Regions from separate parts of the Cricetulus griseus genome. Here region 2 is linked to region 1. The links are chromatin contacts, called in public Hi-C maps. All regions are on one chromosome and are shown on one strand. The core of a region is the stretch at or near the end of the contact, and the rest is flanking DNA. Distances in the headings are between cores, read along the strand shown. Region 1 overlaps Acaa2 (3-ketoacyl-CoA thiolase, mitochondrial). Region 2 overlaps Myo5b (unconventional myosin-Vb).

Region 1 (6,056 bases), core at 2,350-4,849:
AGTTTTTAGCAAGAAGGTCTAGTCCTGTTAACAGCTATTTCCTAGATCATCTTATTTCAATTGTCTCACAATGTTATTCAAACTTATCTTCAATTACTCCATGTCAAGACTGTAGGTCCTCAGGGGTGTGGGGGGCGGGGGGGGGGGAAGCTCACAGGGATAGCTTTCATTATTATTTGTCAACATAATCTTGTTTAAGGTTATTTAGAATTATCTTCCTTTACAAATTATCCTTCCGTACAAATAGGTTTAAAAACAGGCACAGAGCTGGGTGCAGTGTCACACAACTCTAATTCTAGCTAATTGGGAGATGGAGATGGAGATGGGAGGATTCCAAGTTAGAGGCCAGCCTGGGCTCTATAGGCAAAATGTACCTCTTTAAAAATAAAAAGAGTTGTATATTTCCTAAATGACATTTCGGATCAAAAGCATTCCTTAAAAAAGCTATCTATAATAAAAATAGATGTGTGTTAGAGGGAGTAGAGATGGTAGAGAGCCCAGGGGTTTAAGAGCTAGATGGAAGGTTCCAGTTTCACTTGTTAGGATGTGACCTTGTGTGTACTTTTTAATACCCTTTTTTACTTGAATTTCCACAGCAAAGTTCAATTCATTTTTCCCAGGTTAAATAAAGTCATGGTTAGAAAGTGTCTATGTGCATTTCCTGACACTACATGGCTGCTATTATTACTTGGTACTAAGCCATCCTTCCAGGAAGACACTGACAGATAAGAATACACCGTCCTTGCCTAAGGCACAGGAATTGATAACTGTGTTAGGTGTGGCAGAACTGCCAAGCACCATTCACATCACAGTGACACCTGCCAGCTGCCCATGAGAAAGGCTACACTTTGTCTACAACAATCTCAGCTCAGGAATTCCATAAAGAAAATTGACTGTAAAGAAGGTGATTGTTACAGAGTTGGGGTCAGATTTCAATCTCCTTATCTTTTCTATTAGATTTTTATACTCTCCCAAGATGGAGTCTGATTCACCCTTCTGTTTTATGTAGTAGTTCTCAAGGAGCTGTGACAGGATCTGGAATATGCTGGGAAAGCAGGCTTCCAAAGCCCAGGGAACAGTGTGTCAGGCTCTGTCTTGAGTATCTATACATCCAGAGATGAGCACAGGCTGCAGGCAGGATGCTCTAGCTCAGAAATGTAGTGGTAGCTTGCTGATAAAAAAATGATAGGTAAGCAGCCCCCTTGAGGCTTAGAGCAAAAAGCTACTGAAGAGGGAAGAAATATTTATGTTTCTTAAAACTTGGTTTCTGGAGTGAGGGGTTATTACAGAGAAAATCATCCAAGTGCTTAGCCCTTCTCTATGAATTTTGTTAGCGATTGCCTTTGTTATATTGCTTCTTAATACCAAACAGCATCAGTTTAATTACCTACAATTCTTAATATTCCCCATATATGGAACATTGATAGTCTATCATTGAGAAGTTTCTTCATTGTCTCTTGATGTTATGTAGCCCTTGGATTCATCCCTTCTTTTAATTATGCTAAATATTAAGATGCCTTTGTTCTACTATTACCATTTATAAAAGCTACTCAGGGCTGGAATGTAGCTCAGTGTGGAATATATGTTTAGCATACATTAATTCCTAGAATGACACACATATGTGCACATGTGCAAGCACACACACAATCATTCTACCAATAAATTTAAATTTCCAGTGTGAAAATTGGGATAATCTTTTTGTACACTGTGTGAAGATTTGTCTCTGTCCTTGCTCACCTACCTAAGGCATTTTCTGATTGGTTTAATAAAAAGTTGTATGGCCAATAGCTATGCAGGAAAGGATAGGTGGGACTTCCAGGGAGAGATAGAAATTCTTGAGTTGAGAGATTCAACAGCCAGACAAAGAGGAAGTATAATGAGCTACGTGGCAGAATGTAGATTAATATAAATTGTTAACTTAGGTTTTAAGAGATAGTTGGTGGTACTGAGGAGAGGTAACAAGCCATGTGACAGAATGTAGATTATAATATAAACAGGTTAATTTAAGTTTCAAGAGCTAGTTGGGAACAAGTCTAAACTAAAGTCAAGCTTTCATAATTAATAAAAAGTCTCCGTGTCATTATTCCAGAAAGACCGGTTACAGTAAGTGTATTCTAAATCAAGCCACAACTATGGTGGAGAAGCCAAATATAAATTTGAAGAGCCTTGAATTTGGGAGAAAGGGCAAGTAACTTCTAGATCAGCATTATGTATTGTTTTTCTATTAGGTAAGTGATTTTATCTACATTTCTACTCTTCATTCTTGACAACTTATTTCCCACCCTCTTGACACAGCGTCACAGGCATGCTAAAGTCTAAACGATAGCAGTATCCTAAGAGGTTCTAAGAAGTTTCCAGGATTAAGAGAGATCAGAGTGCTTGAAATCACTCAGAAGCAGGTGAAGTGAGACTGGGGAGATGGCCCAGTGGATAAAGTATCTACTGGGCAAGCTTAAGAACCTAAATTAGCTCTCTACCGCCCCTGTGAAAAAGCTGGGTAATCCCAGTGGGGTTGTGGAGATGGGAGGGTTCCCTCAGGCTTGCTGACTAGCCAGTTTATCCAAATTGGTGAGAGATCCATCTCAAAAACTAAGGTGGAAAGAGATGAAGGGAAAAAAAAAAAACTATACAACCTATGTTCCCATACATGCACACATATATGTGCATGTGTGTGCACACACAGACACAAATCACAAAAAAATAAGCACAACACTTTAATACAGTGGGTAACATGCCAACACAAAGCATGCACAGTCAATATGTATGTGGGTGGAGAACAGGTGGCAAAGTTCACAGTACTAAAAGAAGAGCTACAGGATACCAAGCTAAACCATTTGCGTTATACAAGTAGGTGGCTTATTCCTATTGTAAAAGAAAACACTTACATCAACCAAATCCATGTCCTTAAGACTCAGTCCAGCTTTCTTCAATGCGCCATTGATTGCAGGAACTGGGCCTAAGGAAGAATAAAGGAATTAGATGGAAATATATGTTCTCTTGTTATTCTTTAAGCCAGGCGTGTGGTGCACACCTGTCACCCCAACCCTCAGGAGGCTGAAGTGGCTGGACCGTAAGTTTCAGATCATCCCGTTTATACAGTTAGAACGTAGCTCACAGAACAAAACTCCCACTCCTATAATATACAAGGAAATGATTGCACATCAGAAAAAAGGGACAAAGGCGAAAAGCTGACTGCAGTCGACTGTGGGTGAGAGACCTACATGAGACAGTCTACCTGGCTTTAGGATGTTGAGCAGCCAGGGGCTATATGCAGGACTTACATATTATACTGATCTCAAATGACCAGGCAGACCAAGTGTTCCAAGGTGGAAACTATTCCCATTCATTCACTTCGAACCTTTAGCCCATTTGGATAAAAAGCAGGGAACACAGTGGCATCTCCATAAACCAGATGTCTGCCTAGGGATAATTTCCTTCTCTATTTATCCTTTGAGGAAGAAAGTGTGTAAATGACTCATCAGAAAAAATCTGCTGTGAAGTCACATGGCTGAACAGGTTTCACCCAGTTAAAAGGCTCTTTGGACCAGTTTGCTTGTCAAGCATGACCATTCAGATAACATGATTCAGTTTAAAATGCAGTTCCAAATAGCTACTGATTTACTAGAAGCTAACTCCAGATTCTTTACACATCCAACATGAAAACAGGATGACTGGTATTATGGTTAATAGTGACTGTCAACTTGACAGGATCTAGAATCACCCAGGAAACACCCCTATGAGGGGTCAGCTAGACAAGGTTAGCCTCTGGGCATGCCTGTGAGAGATTATTTAAATCAGGTTAGCTGAGTTGGGAAGACCCACCCTAATGGTGGGTGACTGGTGGACTGGTGCCTTGGATTAAGAAAGAAGAAGTGAGCTGACCTCTAGCATTCGTCTCTCTGTTTCCTGATTGCAGACATCATGTGACCAGCTGCCTAAAGTTCCTGCTGCCATGATGTACTTGAAGTGACAGCCAAAAATAAAGCCCTCTTCTTTAAGTTTTCTTATGGTTAGGTATTCTGTCATAGCTACAGGATAAGTAACTAATAATATAGATGTTGGTTGGGGCTGTTGCTGTGATAAACCTGGCCATGTGCTTCACAGGCCTTTGCTTAGCCCCACACTATGGAGCACACAAGCTTGTAGGTGACACAGGCACCGGACACTGAGGGGCCCTTGGCACGGACAGTTCCACAGTAGCGCTACTTAAGCATTTGAAGCCAGGGAAACATTTCCTTTGCTCACCAGTTACTGCTAATCCACCAAACCCCATTAAATGAGGTTCAACTGAAAAACAACTATAAAAGAACTGATTGAAACCAGAGAAATTTGATAGCTCATCAAAGTACCCAAGGACTCAGAAATCAAAAGCAGAAACACTGACCGCAGGTTACAGACCTATTGCAACAAAATCCCCAGAGGAAGAGTTAATGTGGGAACCAGTGCAGTGGGTGTGATGTGATGAATGCCATTTCACTCCACAGAGGTTTTATTTTTCAGGCTACCTTCTATTTCCAAGGTAAAATCTTTATGTAGCTTTTAAGTCCATGACATAAAAAAAAAAGCCCTGATTTTAGCAGTGTCAAATTTCCTGCAGTTGATGACATAAAGTTGACATAAATTTGAGATAAGCAATGGAAGGTAAAAAGGTGTGAGCACGCCAGGCTTGTTTCCTAGTAATTCTTCCCGGAGGGAAGCCTTGTCTGAAGGGCTTGGCTTCCAGGGCACCTGGGAGCTGACTTAATCCCCGGGCAATAGTCACAGAGTCATCTGAACATCTGCTGACATGGCAGTAACGCATTATCCTCCTTCCATCTTGACAGCCATCTTAAAAAACAAATTAAGGAGTCAAAAAAGGCCCAAACTCACAGAAAACTCTTTGGTCTGTCAAGAATCTGAAGTCCAGACTGTACGGAAGGCTCTTCTTTAGGACATGGGGCCACGGGTGAGATGCAGAGTACCAGGGTCACGTGTGCAGTGAGCACCTAATTGGCCTCTTGTTTCCTTAAAGGTGGGGATAATAAGAAAGACTAAAACTCTCCTCACTGGGGCCAGTGAGATGGCTGGGTGGATGAGGGTGCTGGCCACCAAGGCTGGTGGCTTGAGTTGGATCTCCAGAGTACATAAAGTGAAATGAGAGAGATGACCTTCAAAAGTTGTCCTCTGACCTTGACATACAGGCTGTGATTTGTGTGTCTACATGTGCGTGTGTTCACACATACTCATTCACAGAGTAAACAAAAAATTAAAAATTTGCATCAGAGTCTCTGTGTACTTAGTAAAAAGAGCTTTTGTTTTTTTGTTTGTTTGTTTTTCTCTTCTTTCCTTTCTCTCTCTCTTTCGAGATAGGTCTTGCTATATAATCCTAGATGGACTGCAACTTGCAGTCCTGCCTCTGCTTCGTGAGTGCTGGAATCAGATGGACACCACCATGCTCATATATCCTCTGTTCCATTTCTAATTAATAAAAATAGTCTGGGCCTGAAAAATGTCAACAGTTTCACATCTCCCTCACATTAGTGCCTGTCACCCGACACCTGCCTATAGTTCGCTTTGCTAAGAAGCCTGGGAGGAGCCAGGGGACATTACCAGCCTAATGATGACTTCCTGAGAGAGACCTAGAGGCATGTGCTTACCTTTTTCTGGTCTGGGAACTACACACTCATTTACCAGAAGTCCCACTAGAGTTGTAAGGGAAGACTGAGTGAGAGTCACTAGTGACTGCAGAGCTGTGGTACTGCCTCCCTGAGCAGGTTTTTCTAAACCACATCATGACTTCATTGTGCAATTCTGTTTCCTTCCTTTCCCGTGGTGCTGGGGACCAAGCCCAAAGTCTTACACATGCTATGCTCTGTCACAAAGCTACAAATCCAGCACCCTCTATTATTTTGTGTTGATTTTTAAAATTTATTTCTATAATATATATATATATATATATACACACACACACATACATACACACTCCCATCTCTCTGTATTTGTGTGTATGTGTGTGTGCACACGTGTGTGTGCTCATGTGCAGCACACACACACACACACACACACACACACACACA
Region 2 (6,056 bases), core at 2,457-4,956, 49 kb after region 1:
AGTTTTTCCCCATGTGCAGATTTTAAGTAGCTTGCCTTGCCTTGGAATGTTCTATTGTGGTAGAACAGGCTCACTTCTACTTTTTATTAGGCAGATGTTAGCATCTCAGGGTGGGGATTACAACTCTACTTTCTTCTCTCTGAAGCAACTAGCCAGTGATGGGTTCCTAAGAGGTGGTCCATCTATGTATATTGGGTTGCTATATAGGCAGGAGGTGATCACCTAGAGCCATATGAGCAATAAAAGCAGGAAGGGACCCTTAACTCAGACTTATTTAAGTTATAAAATTTAGAGACCTATTTACTTAGTTAACTCTGATATTGTAAACTTTCTGCTTCATATTCACCACAGAGTAACCTTTATAAGAAGCATGACAGCCATTAGCAAGCTACTAAAAATGCCCAAATCAAACAACCAAAGGGAAACCATGAAGAAGTCACATTCTATATATATTGGCCCGGGAGCAGTTCTCAGCAGAGGCCTCACTGCCCTGGAGTGATCTGCTCTAGGGTAATGTTTACCTCAAGCTCTGACTCCTTATGTGAGAAAGCCCTGCATTGCACCCAGTTTCCTCCCTGGCTCTATTTCAGAGGCTGGAGTGGGCTGGGTCAGTCCCACCATCTGTTTGACAGAAGGAGACACTATAGCACCACGGAGCAGAGCCAGTGATATAAGACTAAATGATAGGATTACTAAAGGATCCTCCTTTTGCCCATCAGGACTCTTTTCTCTAAGATCTCATCTTGGTTCTGCAGGAAGCTTCTGGGCTGGGCTGGATGGTGCATAAAGGGGCTTGCTGAAGGCAGATGAGAAGAGAGGAAGGGGACTGAACCAGAGTTAGTGAGGAAAGTGGCTCCCAGGAGTCCTGTATTCCATTCCTGAAGGTAGCATCCATTACTGACCAGAGAACTATCTTGACATAAACCTCAACAACCTGCAAACATGACTCAGACCCCTAAACTGAGCATCCTTGAAGAGTGACCCCATGGGCAGGAGGCTCTGCCCTAACTTAATAGGGAAAAAACCTTCCCTTTCCAGAGCTGTGGGGACTAGAAAGTGGGTAGCAGGTGTTCTAGTCCCGAGGACCAAGCTGGGAGGAGTCTACCTTTCCCAGAGCTGCTGAAGCTGCTGGGTCACTACCGAGCTTCTATCACCCTGCTTCTCATAACGTCAGTGTGAGGGTGTTCAATCCCTTAGAATAGGAGTTATAGACAGCTGTGAGCTACCCTGTGGGTGCTGGAAATTGGACCTGGGTCCTCTGGAAGAGCAGTCAGTGCTCTTAACTGAGCTCTCTCTCCAGCCTGGTGTTACAGGCTTTATCACTTTCTCATGTCACACACAAGAACACTGGTCCTCAACTACATGGCTAATGAGGAAAGGGGTAAATTTACATATAGGCTGTCCAATTCTAGTATGTGTGCTGGATTGCACAGTACTACAGACTGTAAATAGAGGGATTAGAACCTCTGACTCACTGTTTATCCCTTGTGTGACCTGAGCAAGTTACAAGAATGATCTCAGTTATACTCCAAGATGAAGTCAGGATTTGTATAGTGCCAACTGACATAGATGCTGGGAGAGTTAGACAATCAAGGAGGGCATGGCATTTGGCACAGTTAACAAGCCTGCACTGCTTGTCCCACTATTGCCAAACCATCATGGCCTACCGTCAACTTCCCCAGAGAAAGAAGGGGTGCAGCAGCCACCACAGAGAAGCATGTGGTGGGCAAGAGCCATGCAGCCACTGGCAGAACAGAGGCCCCCCTACCTTGTGCTGATACAAGGCTATAGGGGGTGGGATTTTGGGAAGGCAGAAGGGGGAAGCACAGGAACAACTGGAGATGATGGGCTGAGGAGAAGGAGGACATTAAGAAGATCCACAGGGAGATGAGAGGGTTGGTGGGGGGGGGGATAGAAATTGGAGAGGAAGGAGGGCTGGCAGCATGTCACTGCAGATCCTGACCTGTCACCAGGTTCCGGATGAGGAGAGCCTCGTCCTCTTTGTGGTACTCCAGCATGCCTTGGAAGTCTTTTTCTTTTCGCTGGACCGTGACCTGTCTTGTGAGTTCATGGTGCCTCCTGTCACTCTGTGCCAATGCCTGGGCAGCTGAATGGGACAGAGATGCCAGAAACAGGGTGAGAACATGCAGCTGAAGGTGGCTCACGGGACTGGAGCGCCCATACTCTATGTAGCCTGTTCCTGCGGCCTGAACCCTATCTATCTGTGGGACGTCAGCACTTGTGCTGGGATCTACTGCAGACAAGGGGGAGGAGAATACCTGAGAGGAAAATGGGTAGGTTTTGGACCAGAGAAAATATGAGAAGTGGTGGCAGTCATGTTCAGTCTTCCTTGCTGGCAAGTACTTCCCTCCTCCTACCAAGATGTAAGGAAGGTCCCTGAGTCTGGGAAGAGAGCCAGCCAGACCAGTTCTACATAGTTCCCTGTGCGTACTACAGCACTGGCCATCATGACACTATGATGGTACAGTTGTGAGCTGGCCAGGGGAGCAGGTGGTGCCAGTGGGTGGAAACACTGTACCTAGCATCTAAATGCAGCATGAGCCTACGTAAGCACATCTATCTGGGAGGCATCTTAGTGGTACCCACCGGGGTATCAAGGACTTGTTAAACTCCAAAACTCCACTCAGACCTTTCCCCCAGCCCAGAAGAGGATAACAGACTCCCAATATTTATTCATTGCACACCTGGGCACCAACAGTATGAGGGTATTGTCATCAGCACAGAACAGATGTGGAGTCCCCAGTTTTGTCCCCACCAGTAGAGCTGAGGAGATGCATTTGTGTGTTAGCGTGGAAAAACACTTGACAATGCAGCTTGTCCAGGTGCCATGCCAGGAGTGTGCACCATAGGTGCTGGTGGAGGCGGGACACTGAGAAGGATGAAGACTGAGGGGTCTCAGGGCTACAAGCAGGGTGACACTTGTTTATGGAGCAAAACAGTTACAGGAAAGAATACGCCCAGGACTTTAGGAAAGTAATTTAGCCTTCTGTCTGCCCCTCCCTTTGGGCTAGACTCCATATTGGGAGTTTAATTGTGTCATCCCATGGTGTGAGGTGAGGGCCCCAGGTCTTTGTGTCACAATGTTCTTTCAGACCAGAAAGCCTCGCCTCTGACTCTATATCCTCCAAAGGCAGCTGCCACTATGAACCTGTGTGTCACTCCTCCAGCCTCCAGAGTCTGGTTCATATCCTCTCAAGCAGCTCTCTCTGCCTGCTGAGGTGTGAGCTCCCAGGAAGTTGAATTCTTCCATGACAGGGCTGGAGCAGGCACCGTCACCAGAAAACTGATGAAGGGGACTGTAGGCTGAAGTCCCACAGGCTGGCAAAGTCACCTCTGCCTCATGCACACACTCAGGCACATACTCATGCACACCCAGGAACACTACCTTCTAAGTCCTGGGCTTTCTTCATGTAAATCTTCAGCTGCTTTTTCAGCTTCCTCTCATTCTTCTCCAGCTTCTCTACCAATTCCTTAAAATCCTGAAAGCACAAGAGAGCCGTGTGAGAGCAGGATGCTCACCTCACACTGAAGGAAAGGGAAAATCCTTGCTAGGAACAGAGGGGCCCAAGAAGGCTAAGGATCTCCACTCAGGTAGGGGAAGAAGGGCTGTCTCACACCGGCTCAGCACCTGCTCAGAGCCCAGAAGGGCGATGAGTCAGAGTTCATTGTGCCAGCAACAACAGGGTGAACTCCTCCCAGGGCAAATTCCTCCCACTGGGGCACTCTGGCACCTTGTGAATCCTAGGGCTCCCTAAGTCAAGGCTCCTGAGAGGACACCCAGCCAAGGTGTCCAGGGGAGTGGTGAGCAGCACTCTGGGTGGAGGTTGGTGATGCAGGCATAGAGCTGGAAGGGCCAGCAAGCCAAACAGGACAGGAATGGTGGCCTCAGTTCCTAGCAACTGTTGCCATTGGAAGCGAGTCAGTCCATTGGGACCTAGAACAATAAGCTGTCTAGGGAAGGACTTTGCTATCATGATCCTTATCCAGATGGGCAGTGGCTCTTTGAGGTAGGGAAGGGAGAGAGGAAAGGAAAGGAGCCCTGCTTTCACCATTGGAGCCAAGCCTAGGTAACTAGAGCAATGGAAAAGGAGAAGAAGCACTTCATCCCGGGACCTCTGAAACATCTTCCGTGTGTATTTTCACACCCACCCCTATGTGTGTCACAGGGTGTAGAACCCAGGTTAGATATGTGCTAGGGAGTGCTCTATCACCAAGATAGAACCTTTGCCTATGGAGTCCAAGGCATAGATGACATTTTAAAAAGGATATATTTTATTTTTATGTGCATGTATGTCTTTGAGTGCTGTGTGTGCCTTTGTGAACAGGAGTGCAGGTGCCTGTGGGGGCCAGAGGATGGAGAAGGCTTTAAGGTAGACCTGCAAAGGAGAGTCAGTTACAAGATTAATACCAGTGCTATGGGCTTCGCAGACAAGTCTAATTATAGGTGTCTTGAGGGACTTTCTCTTCATTTAAAAGGGGAAGAGGCTGGCAAGGTGGCTCAGCAGGCACTGGCACTGCTTCTAAGCCTGTTTGATCCCCAGAAGCTACATGGTAGAGAACTGACTCCTGGAAGCTTTTCTCTAAACTTCCACACGTGTGGTAGGATTCTCCACAAGTAAATAAACAAGCAAGTAAGCAAACAAACAAATCGTTAGATAGTATAAACCACAAAAAAAACTTCTCAGATTGAGGGGCATCTAAATGTTTACCTAGTTCAAAGGATGGGGTGACAGCACAGACAGCTGGGGAGGAGGAGGGGGAGGGAGAGAGGTGGAGGGAAGAGGACTGAAGGATCAGAGATTCTGCAAGAAGTTAGTTGGTACAAAGTACTTAAGTATCTTGCAAAACTTTAGTAAAGATTCTTAGGGGACAGATGAAGTCTTCTGTTATCTTAGTCACTGTTCTATTGCTGTGAAGAGATACCTTGACCAAGGCAACTCTTATAAAAGAAAACATTCAATTGGTGGCTGGCTTATTGTTTCACAGTCTTAGTCTATTATCATCAAGGCAGGGAGCATGACAGCACACAGGCAGGTGCTTGAACAATAGCCGAGAGCTACATCCCGATCCACAGGATGAGAGAGAGACTGTGGGCTTGGCATGGGCTTTTGAAACCTCAAAGCCCACTCCCAGTAACACTCTCTTCAACAAGGCCACGCCTCTGAATACTTTTAATCTTTTCAAATACAGCCATTCCCTGGCGACTAAGCATTCAAATCTATGAGCCTATGGGGGTCATTCTTATTCCAACCACCACACCTGTGAGCCCTCCGGTTTATCCTGACCCCATCTCATCCTCAGGCATCCATCCAATTGACTAAGCCAATCCACTGAATGAGGAATGTTGCAGACCTAGTCAAGGCTCTGATACTGCAACTGCCAGATGATGCCCATGAATGTGATGTTACCAAGTCCAGAAGACAAAAATGTGTTCAGGTCTTCCCATAATTGTTCTTAACAAACTTTCACAAAACCCAAGGGGATAATCAACAAATTCCCTGATACCTGCGTGCACCTCAACACCAGACATAACAAGTAAAATGTTGGGTAAAATCCAACATCCAGGCTGCAGCAATCATTCTGTTTCGAGGCAGAGACTCCACAGCGGCCTCTCCACAGGAGTCTGGGAAAGGCAGCCCTCCACACGAATCACTCCCACAGTTGCTGACTGCAACCCATGGTGCTGAATCTTGTTGGACAGCTCTTCAGGTTAACAGGCCCTGTTTAAAATGCCAGGAGCCTTCTTCTTAATATGCTAAGCAGAATCATGTAAAACTGTGCTCCCCACACGTGCAGCACCCTGGAACCACCTGGGAGTCTTTAAAGCCTGGGCTCAGCAAACTTGGTTTTATGTCCATGTGAGTAGGAGCCTGAGGTTCTGGGTCTATGAAGACCAAAGCAAGACCAAAGCTGGCAAACTTGTGAGGCTACTAATGAGGTCTAAAGCCACAGGGGCCACAGTGATGGTGACCAAATTAACCTAAGAGAAATCTTGGCATCGAAAGTTGAGTGTGTCTGAAGCCATCTCTCTAGTG

What was found. A called contact is a pair of places that touch in the nucleus more often than the background predicts.
Region 2: a Hi-C map of liver shows a contact between it and region 1, with 2.1 times the contacts expected there. The contact joins two enhancer-like sites. A contact is called at or near these places in 3 of 8 Hi-C or Micro-C datasets (the CHL-YN cell line, the CHO-K1 cell line and liver).

The regions. Positions count from the first base shown.
Region 1 is chr2:165,109,197-165,115,252 of CriGri-PICRH-1.0, forward strand. Acaa2 (3-ketoacyl-CoA thiolase, mitochondrial) reads right to left here. Exons shown (of 10, transcript XM_027397909.2): 8 at 2,886-2,956. Among named protein-coding and RNA genes, the nearest start is that of Acaa2, 20 kb to the right of the region's middle. Within about 2 kb of position 3,600, at least 1 of the 6 cell types and tissues checked has open chromatin away from gene starts, as enhancers often do.
Region 2 is chr2:165,158,540-165,164,595 of CriGri-PICRH-1.0, forward strand. Myo5b (unconventional myosin-Vb) reads right to left here. Exons shown (of 40, transcript XM_035438715.1): 32 at 3,407-3,500; 33 at 1,964-2,107. Among named protein-coding and RNA genes, the nearest start is that of Acaa2, 29 kb to the left of the region's middle. Within about 2 kb of position 3,707, at least 1 of the 6 cell types and tissues checked has open chromatin away from gene starts, as enhancers often do.